Linked DNA regions of Sus scrofa: regions 1 and 3 are each linked to region 2. Evidence: chromatin contacts called from public HiChIP or PLAC-seq and promoter capture Hi-C data. All regions are on one chromosome and are shown on one strand. The core of a region is the stretch at or near the end of the contact, and the rest is flanking DNA. Distances in the headings are between cores, read along the strand shown.

Evidence for each region. Promoter capture Hi-C pulls out the DNA fragments that hold promoters and counts their contacts. HiChIP or PLAC-seq counts read pairs in DNA pulled down with a chosen protein or histone mark.
Region 1: a promoter capture Hi-C map of liver shows a contact between it and region 2, with 4 times the contacts expected there. The contact joins the promoter of RNF141 here to the promoter of WEE1 in region 2. A contact is called at or near these places in 1 of 5 promoter capture datasets (liver) and 1 of 2 datasets of contacts at active chromatin or transcription factors (alveolar macrophages).
Region 3: a contact with region 2 is called in an H3K27ac HiChIP or PLAC-seq map of alveolar macrophages. The contact joins the promoter of ADM here to the promoter of WEE1 in region 2. A contact is called at or near these places in 2 of 5 promoter capture datasets (fetal skeletal muscle and liver), 3 of 47 Hi-C or Micro-C datasets (embryonic fibroblasts, heart right ventricle and skeletal muscle) and 1 of 2 datasets of contacts at active chromatin or transcription factors (alveolar macrophages).

The regions. Positions count from the first base shown.
Region 1 is chr2:48,984,068-48,987,066 of Sscrofa11.1, forward strand. RNF141 (ring finger protein 141) reads left to right here and starts at 1,452. Exons shown (of 6, transcript NM_001252196.1): 1 at 1,452-1,487.
Region 2 is chr2:49,893,035-49,895,856 of Sscrofa11.1, forward strand. WEE1 (wee1-like protein kinase) reads right to left here and starts at 1,475. Exons shown (of 11, transcript XM_003122982.4): 1 at 617-1,475. The coding sequence starts at 1,192.
Region 3 is chr2:49,230,207-49,232,906 of Sscrofa11.1, forward strand. It overlaps ADM (adrenomedullin), which reads right to left and starts at 1,315. Exons shown (of 4, transcript NM_214107.1): 1 at 1,190-1,315; 2 at 627-745; 3 at 321-470; 4 at 1-114. The coding sequence starts at 724. It overlaps LOC100525978 (a long non-coding RNA gene), which reads left to right and starts at 1,747. Exons shown (of 2, transcript XR_301768.3): 1 at 1,747-2,700.

The DNA of each region.
Region 1 (2,999 bases), core at 202-2,701, 910 kb before region 2:
TGGTGTCTGGATCCTTTGTTTTTGTAGCTGTCCATGTAGGTCAGGTCACGATGTTCCTGTTTTTCTCTGTTCAGGTCAGGTCGTGGTCAGGTTATCTGCATATTTCAAGCTATAGGCAATATTCTTTTACAAAAGGTGCAGAGCATGACTAAGCACAGGCAACAGACCTAATATGGAGTCAGATTTGTTCTTCCGTTATTGCATGTCAGGTTTTGCCCTGGTTGTCAGGGAGACAATCCTCAGTACCCTTTCCATAAGGTATAAAAAGGAGTACACAGACACATGGACCTGGCCCTAATGAAGTCTCACCCAGGCAATTTAGAACAAGAGTTAAAAGCGCAGGATCAGAGTTCAGTCAGCTTGGGTTTGAATCTGCTTCTGCTCCTTACTGATTGATCGTGGAAAACGTAATTGACTTTCCTGCTTCTTCAACTGTAAAATATAAGTGTTAAGAATACCTACCTCATGGGATTGTTGTGACGATTAAATGAATTCATGCGTTCAAACTACTTAGAACAGAGCAAGGCATGTAGTAAACTGTCTACACATGTCTATTATCAGAAGGCAGGATTAGTTCTTTACAAGGTAAATCAACAAATGACAGGGGGGAGGATGAATGTGGAAACAGGAACAAGCATAAACAGTAGTTTAATTTAGCTGCTAAGCATACAGGCAACAGGGTCAATACCAATTCCTGGAGTTAAACCTTTGCCTTGCTGTTTATATACGGAGTGAACTATTTAAACAAGAGCAATGCCTGTAAAGTGCCTAGTAAAGTATTTAGTACACAATAGATGTTTAATAGAGAGTAATTATTACCTACAAATGTTCTGAAACGCCAAGATTTGGCCAACATAAGTTCATAATAATAATAGTTGCCATGTATTAGGCTTACAATTTTGAACCTGTACTTTGTATTCTCTTTCACACTTCTTAACCTAGGTAGGTGAGCATATGGTCCCTTTTCATGATAAAGAAACGAGACGATATTTGTGTAGCTATACCAGTGGGAGGTTGGAAGCCTAAGTAGTGGCTTGCACTACAACACTCGACCAAACCGGAGCTCGCAGTGCCTTTGTCACCAGCTGGGCTTTTGCTAGGGAGATGGGGCCAGGAGAGGCAGCAATCTGCCAGGCCGCAGCCATGGCCGCCTCATGGAGCCTTAGCCACGGGGAGCCTGCCAGGCAAGGCCTCTCCCGCCGCCACTAGGTCACGGCACCCTTCTCGCCTTTCGCCGCCACCGCTCCCTCTCGGATGGCCTCTGGGCCTGGCCTGGAAGGTGTTCAGAAGAAGGGAAGCCAGAGATCCTGAGCCGAACTTTGCGGAGGAAGGTTGAACACTGTTTCCAAGCAACGCGCTGGAGGCGGGGCTTGTGCGTCACTGAAGTGCGACCAAGTAGCGGACCTAGCAGCCCCGCCGCCCGTGGGGCTGAGCCGCTGGCTGGGGCGGCGCCGCAACTGCCGGAAGCGGGATGCCTTGAACCTGGGGTGAGCTCCGCCTGTCGCCGCTTCTTTTCCCAGCCTCTCTATCACCCTCGGTACAGGAGTAGAAACATAGGCCAGGCTTTGAGTGCCGCTCCGGGCTTCTGTAGGGAAACAAACCCCACCCCGTCGCCTTTTCTAGGCCTCGGCTTAGGACTGGCGCAGTCTTTCTCACTTTGTTTGTAGTAGCTGGGTGTGGAGGTGGCTTTTCCCGTTGTGAGGGGGCGGGTGGTGGCGTTGGAGGGGCGGGGGCGGGAGAGAGCTTTTCTTCCTCGAGCGCGGACCCGCTTTTGAATATTGGCGCCGGTGCAGTCTGTCCGCCAGTGGAGGCAACTGTTGGTCGTAGCGCAGGTGCGCTTGAGGAAGGGTGGTGGTGGGAGGGTGGCGGTTGTGTTTAGTAAACGCCCTGGTGGGGCTGGAAACTGTGAGCCCACAGCGCACTGGACACCCGGTATTAGAAAGCCTTGCCTGGGCTCGGTCTCCTTAACCTGCCTTCCCTTTCTAAATTAGCTTAGACTACTCTTCTTCCCAAAGGTCTGGCCTTGTCGAACCAGCTGCCGTGAGACCCGAAGTTTGCTTGTTAATGGTGGTACTAATTCCTGGAAAGGAAACTTTCTGTTTTCGTTTTTGAAATGATTTATTTCAGTTGTTTTTATTATGTTACAAAATGTAGGTTTATTGTTATTGTTCAAGTTTATCCCCAGTCCCATTAAAATTGTAGTGTACAACCATATTCTGACCCTGTCCTGTTTCACAGTGCCAAATGATTCAGTTATCATCTCTGGCGTATTTTTAAAGAGGCATTGACACTTCCTATGGTTTATAATTCTTTTTTTTTTTTTTTTTTTTTTTTTTTTTGTCTTTTGCCTTTTTAGGGCCCCACTAGCAGATATGGAGGTTCCCATGCTAGGGGTATAATGTGAGCTGTAGCTGTCGGCCTGTGCCACAACATCGCCGGATCTGAGCCATGTCTGAGACCTACACCGCAGCTCACAGCAGGGCCGGATCCTTAACCCACTGAGGGAGGCCAGGGATCCAACCATGCCCTCATGTATGCTAGCGGGGTTAACCACTGAGCCAGGACGCGAATTCCCCTATGGTTTATAATTCTTAGCTCTTGTGCATGAAATGATTCTTTTCCACCACCTTCCGCCCATTTTTTTTTATTATAAAATGAGCTTCCAGTTCTGAATTTCTTCTGGAACATGAAGTGCCCCGGACAAATGATTCTGAATTTTCACCTCTGTATTGAAATCACTCCACTAAAAAGTGTTACTTTCTGAATTTAAAACTCAAAAATAGTGGGAATTTTTCTCCTTTCCTTTGATGCTGACTGCCCGCAGTTTCTAGATGTTTTCTTCCAGGATATGGTTATATGTTTCCAAAATAACCATTTGGTATAAATGAACTTTATATTTGGTGTCTGTAGCCTGATCCTTCTTTTCACATCTGAACTCTTGACACACTTCCTGTCCCCTTCTCCTCCCCAAAAGGCAGAGAAGATCCAGAGAAAATTCT
Region 2 (2,822 bases), core at 225-2,724:
ATTTACGAGTCTTTAAGACTGTAAAGGCTTGAAAGCCAGCCTTTTCTCCCAAGTCGAAGTGCAGTCTCCCTCCGTATCTCAAACTTTCCCCCATAAGACCACCTGACACAAAACGATAAGCGCATGATTTTTTTTTTTTTTTCAACCGAACTCCTGCGTGCGCCGCCCAAATTACAGGACCGATCACTGCGTTTAAAAGGCACCAGATGGCTGCGGCGCTCGGGAGTGTCAGGTGGCCGGGCCAGCACCACTCGAGCATCCTTCCAAACCACGTTATCGGTGCTACACTCCCGGCTGCCGTGCTCGGGGCGGCCCCGACTGCGGGCGTTAAATCGTCAGCCACCTGGACGGCGCCGATCAGCCCTTTGAAAGATGAAGAAGTTCCAGACGAGGGCCATTGTTCAGTTACATAATCTTTAACGGACAACTGCTGGGCAGGGCCCCAAAGAGGGGCTGCCAACTTTTTTGTTGCGGCGCAGGAGAGAGAGCGGGGGTGCGGCCAGGCGGTTATGTAACTGAACCCGGGCAGCGCCGCGCTCGGCTCCCAGCGCCGCGGCCTTTTTAAAAGGCTGGGCCGGCAAGGGCTCGGGCTGCTCGGGCCGCCGCGTCCTCTCACCTTGGGGGTATGCGGCGTGTCGAAAAGCCGCAGCTTGCGGAAGGTCTTGTGCGGCGGGGTGCCCGGGTGGTCGGGCAGCGGCGAGCAGGGCCCCTCGGCCGCCCTGCGCGTCGCGCAGCCCCGCGGGGACGCATCCCCCGGGCCGCCACAGCGCACGGGCGAGAACGAGCTGCCCAGAAAGTAGGCGGCCGCCGGGGACTTGACCGGCGACGAAGAGCCGAAGCCCTCCTCCTCCCATGAGTCGCCCTCGGCCCCGCCGCCCGCCGCGTCGGCGCCGGAGCAGGCGCCCCGCAGCAGCAGGTCCTCCTCCAGCTCCCCGGGGCTGCCGGGGGCCGGGCCGGGCGAGCGGCGGCGCTCGGGCCCGGCCTCTGTGGGGCTCCGCGCAGGCGGCAGCGGCGAGTCGGGCTCCTGAAAGGCCGAGTCCTCCCCTGTGCTGTGGCCGCTGCCTTCTTCCTCCTCTTCTTCCTCCTCCTCCTCACAGTCGCTGCAGGGCGAGAAGATCAGTTTCTGCCGCAAGGTGCAGGAGGCCCCAGCGCGGCGGGGCGGCGGCGGCTGCTGCCGGCTCAGGAAGCTCATCGCGCCCCTAGGGCCGGGGCGAAGGACCGGAGAATCGGGGCCCGCGGAGTCCAGGACACTGCCGGCCCAGGGGGCGGGTCCGCCACGTGCGACTGGGCGCGCCTAGCGGCTTCGGCGGCGGGCCTGCGCGGCGGCGGCGGCGGCCTGCGGCTCCGGGACGCTCGGGACGGCGGATGGTGGGGGCGGCAGCGGCGCGAACTGTCCGGCAGCGGAGGGGCGGCCCGGGCGCCGAGGCTGGGGTCTCCGCAGGTCCAGCCACAGGTTCGGGCTCCGCGGCTTCCCGCGACCGTTAACCACGTGAGTGCCCAGCCCACCAATCCCCGCCCAGCTCAGGGTTTGAAAAAAATGGAGGGCGCGACGTACCCCGCGGGGGAGGGATCGGCTACGCGATTTTGGCGCGAACTCGCTGGCTCCGCCCACCCTGCTCGGCGCCCAGCCAGGCCTGGGCGGGCGTGGCGCCGCGGGCCTATGAGCGAGCGGGATCACTCGAGCCGCGGGTCCGGAGCCGCCCGGACCGGGCCAAGGTGGAGCCGAGGCCGCCCTCTGGGTGGGACCAAGGGTGAGGGCTTGGCTAGGCTGATCCCAGCGCGGCCCTGGACGCGTTCGCCGCCCGCAAGGCTTCCGCGAGTCTGGAATCGGACGGGCGGCGAGAGAGCGCCTCTGGGTCCCGGCAAGTCTGGGCGAGCGGGGGACTGCAGTGGCCCTCGGGCGCTGTCCCTGGATACCAACCTACTGCCCCGCGTCCCTTTGGTGCCGGCCCCTGAGGCAGTGTGGGCGTGGCTGTGGGAAGTCACGTTCCCGGGTCGAGGTCTCTCAGGACAGTTCTGAACTGTAAACAAATTGGTTAGGGGGACACCAAAGTCAGCAGGAAGGCGGACACTCGAGTTCTCCAGGCGAGGTCACCAGCTGCGGGGCAGCCTCTGAGCCTCAGCTTCCACCCCAGAGTGGCTGATAGGGTCCAGTGTGTCCATAGGGAGTTGAGCGCCCCCAGGCTGTGGTCCCCTCAGATGTCCCGGCTCCCGCAAATTGTCCACAGTAAATAAAGCCGCCCCAAGTTCGGCCGTAAGCACAAAACCGAGCGCCCACCACCAGGCCACGCTGTTTATATTTGTTTGCCAGCTCATGGGCAAGTGTTGGCAAAATAGAATGGCTCAGCTCGCTGCAAACTTCAAAGGGACTTGAGAAAATTTCTCTAGCACCACGTTAAATTGTGATTTACTCCATCCCTTACTGTCACACAGAGAAGATTCCAACAATCTTTTACTTGTCAATAACCCCATAAAGAATATTCTTCCTCCTTGCGTTTTTTTTTTTTTCCTGTGTTTTATTTTGCCGTTTTTATTCTTTAGGATTGCTGGGTCAAAGATATAAACTGCCACACCGCTCTTCAGAGAGAAAAAAATTACGTTCTCACTAGTATTGGCTTAGAATACACCCTTTGTGAATTCTGGACATCAGTGGATAACATTCGTTAACGTGGGTTTTTTTGTTTGTTTGTTTGTTTGTTTTTATGGCCACCACACCCACGGCATATGGAAGTTCAGGCGTCAAGGATTGAATCCCAGCCACAGCCAAGACAGTGGTGGCAAAGCTGATCCTTTAACCTACTGTGCCTGGTGGGGGATGGAAC
Region 3 (2,700 bases), core at 65-2,564, 660 kb before region 2:
GCCAGCTTCTGCACGGTGCACGTCCCAAAGCGACAGCCGAAGCTCCGCAGGCCCTGGAAGTTGTTCATACTCTGGCGGTAGCGCTTGACTCGGATGCGGGCTGCATCCGGAATGCTGGAGAGGGGAAGGAAGGCAACGTGAGACCCCCATCAAGCAAGTCTTTGGCCCCCGCCACCGAGAACGGAGCCTTTCTAGGACCAGAGGGAGCTGGAAACTGCTACCTCTATCTGAACTGCCATACAGCCCTGATGATCCCCAGGGGCAGGGCAATGGAGGAGGGTTCTTCTTGCCCACCCCGCCTAGGCGTCTGGCATAGTTACCTGGCCTGGGGGCTGCGAGAGGAGCCCTTCACATCCTGGGGCCGAATGACAGTCTGGGCAGGCCCGGCCTTCAAGTCGGCGATCCCGGTGGGGTAGCTGCTGGACAGCCGAAGTTCTCTTTTTCCACGACTTAGAGCCCACTTATTCCATCTAAAAAACATAAATAGACTTGATTCGCAATTGTCCAGGCGAGGTGCTGGCCGGTCCCCGCTTCTATTCACTTCTAACCCCTCTGGCACCAATGGTCAGTTCCCCTTGTCTTGCAGGTACCAGAACTGGGGAAGGCGCTGCCCGAGCGAGACTCACTTCTTTCGGAACTCTGCCGCCACGTCGAGCCGAGCTGTGTCAGCGCCCAGGAAGGCGAGCGAGCCCAGGTACATGAGGGCTACGGGAACCAGCTTCATCCCGGCTGAGATGTGCAGACCCTGAGATAGGAGAGAGAAGAGCCGAGGGTGAGCGCCCGGGCCCGCCGCACCGCCGGGCGGGGCACGGAGGCGGGCGGGGGACCCCGGCGCGGGCAGGCTCAGCCCGCGCTCTGCCTGACTCAGACGCTTATCTCCCCGGGGCGCAGAGAGGCGCCAGCGGCATTTGCACCCGCCAGGCGGGTGACAGGCCCCGCAGGGGAGGCCACTGCCCCGCGCCAGGCTCCCGGAGGTTCCCCTCTCAACTTGTCGTAATTTGCCTGACAGAGCAGAGGGGACTGGGTTTCTGGAGTTTCAACTGTATCCACAAGCTGGGCGTGGGATGGGGGATGCACCCAGCAGAGGACCCTCCAAAGTGGACAGCACTCCTCACCCAGAGCTCCCAGTCTCCGGCTTGGGCAACCCCCACCCCCACCCGCTTTAACCCGCTCCGCTTTTGGTGCTTACCTGCTAAGGGGGTGATCTGCCAAGATTTGGGAAGATGAAGTCTGAGACGTCCCTCTGGCAGTGGCAAAACCCCGACGTCCAAGCTGTGGTAAGAAACTAGAGGTGGCAAGGCTCGAGCTGTTCCGCCTCAGTGTCACCAAGAAACCACTGAGTGGCCGGCTCTCGTTCCTCGGCTTTATAAGAGCGCAGGGGGCGGGGCCTAGGCTGCCCTCGCGCCCTCCCTTTCTTCCCTTGGGCGCGCACTCTGCAATCAGGCGCGCGCATTGCTTGCTTGAGGGTACGTGCTTTGGGTGGGGGCGAGGTGGGGGGCGTCCCTCATACCGAGAGGGCTCAGAGATGAGCTCCAGGAGATAGGTGCAAGAACTGCCCCAGCCCTGACTCTCCCTGCACGGGGTTCAGACTTTAAGCCGAGCCGAAGTGAGGCTGTACAGCCTCTTGAGGTCCTTACCCAGGACCTATGCAGCCAAGAGTGTAAGGTCTCCTGACACAGAACTTCAAGAGCCAGCATACGGTAGCACGCAGATGACTTGAACCCAGGACCTTGGGAGCTGTGCCCTCTAGTGGACCGCGCCCCCTGCCGGCTCGGCGCCTGACCTGGCCGCGACCCTAGACGCTCCCAGAGCCTCAGGGGCAGGGCACACACAGAGCACAGCTGAGAGGAGGGGGGCTTGCCAGTGGCGGAGACTCCGGGGTTCTGGAATGGACTAGCAAGATTTCGCAATAGGGGCAAGGCTCAGAAAGACTGATTTGACAATTGGGATTTAGAGAGGGGAGTTATCTGAAGTTTCAGAATTTGCGTGCCTATTTGGAAATTTAGGAATAACCAAAATTAGGAGGAAGAATAACCTTTTCGTCCCCCCCCCCAGTAATCCAATTATGCCTTATAAGGTTACAACCTGAAAGTTTGCCTTGCTGCCCTCGAAGCCTACGTTCACCCCTTGTAAACGTGAGAATTTACTGCCAGGGAGCACACTAATGCTTCATGAATGTTAATCGCTTTACAGTTTACAAAGCATGGCCACATCCTGATCTTTGATCCTCACACCTACCCTTGAGTTAGATGAGGAAGGTAACACCGATTTTCTACTTGGTGAAATGAGAAAATTAAGATTCACAGGGGGTCTCATTTGCCCAAAGTCACATCAAAGGTGGTAAGCAGTAGTGTCCTGGACTCACTGGACTGGGGCTCAGCGTGAATTTTTCTAGGCTGGGGTCATCATGCCATCAAAGGGGGTTGGAGAGTCCTAGCTCCCGCCCAAGGATTTTGCCTGTTCATGATGAATCACCCCCAAGCCTGTTTTGTCACCCGTTTATGCTCTTCCATCACTGCTTCTTGACTTCACTTTCTCATTTAGCTTCTGGGGTGGAATGGGGGAGGGGTTGCACTCCGCCTCCTGGGCTCCCTACTTCTTGCAGGAGGGCTTCTCATGTCCTATCACCCACTACTCTGGATGTAGGTCCATGAAGCCCAGGGCCTAAACTGAGAAGCAGAGAGAGCAGGTCCACTGGAA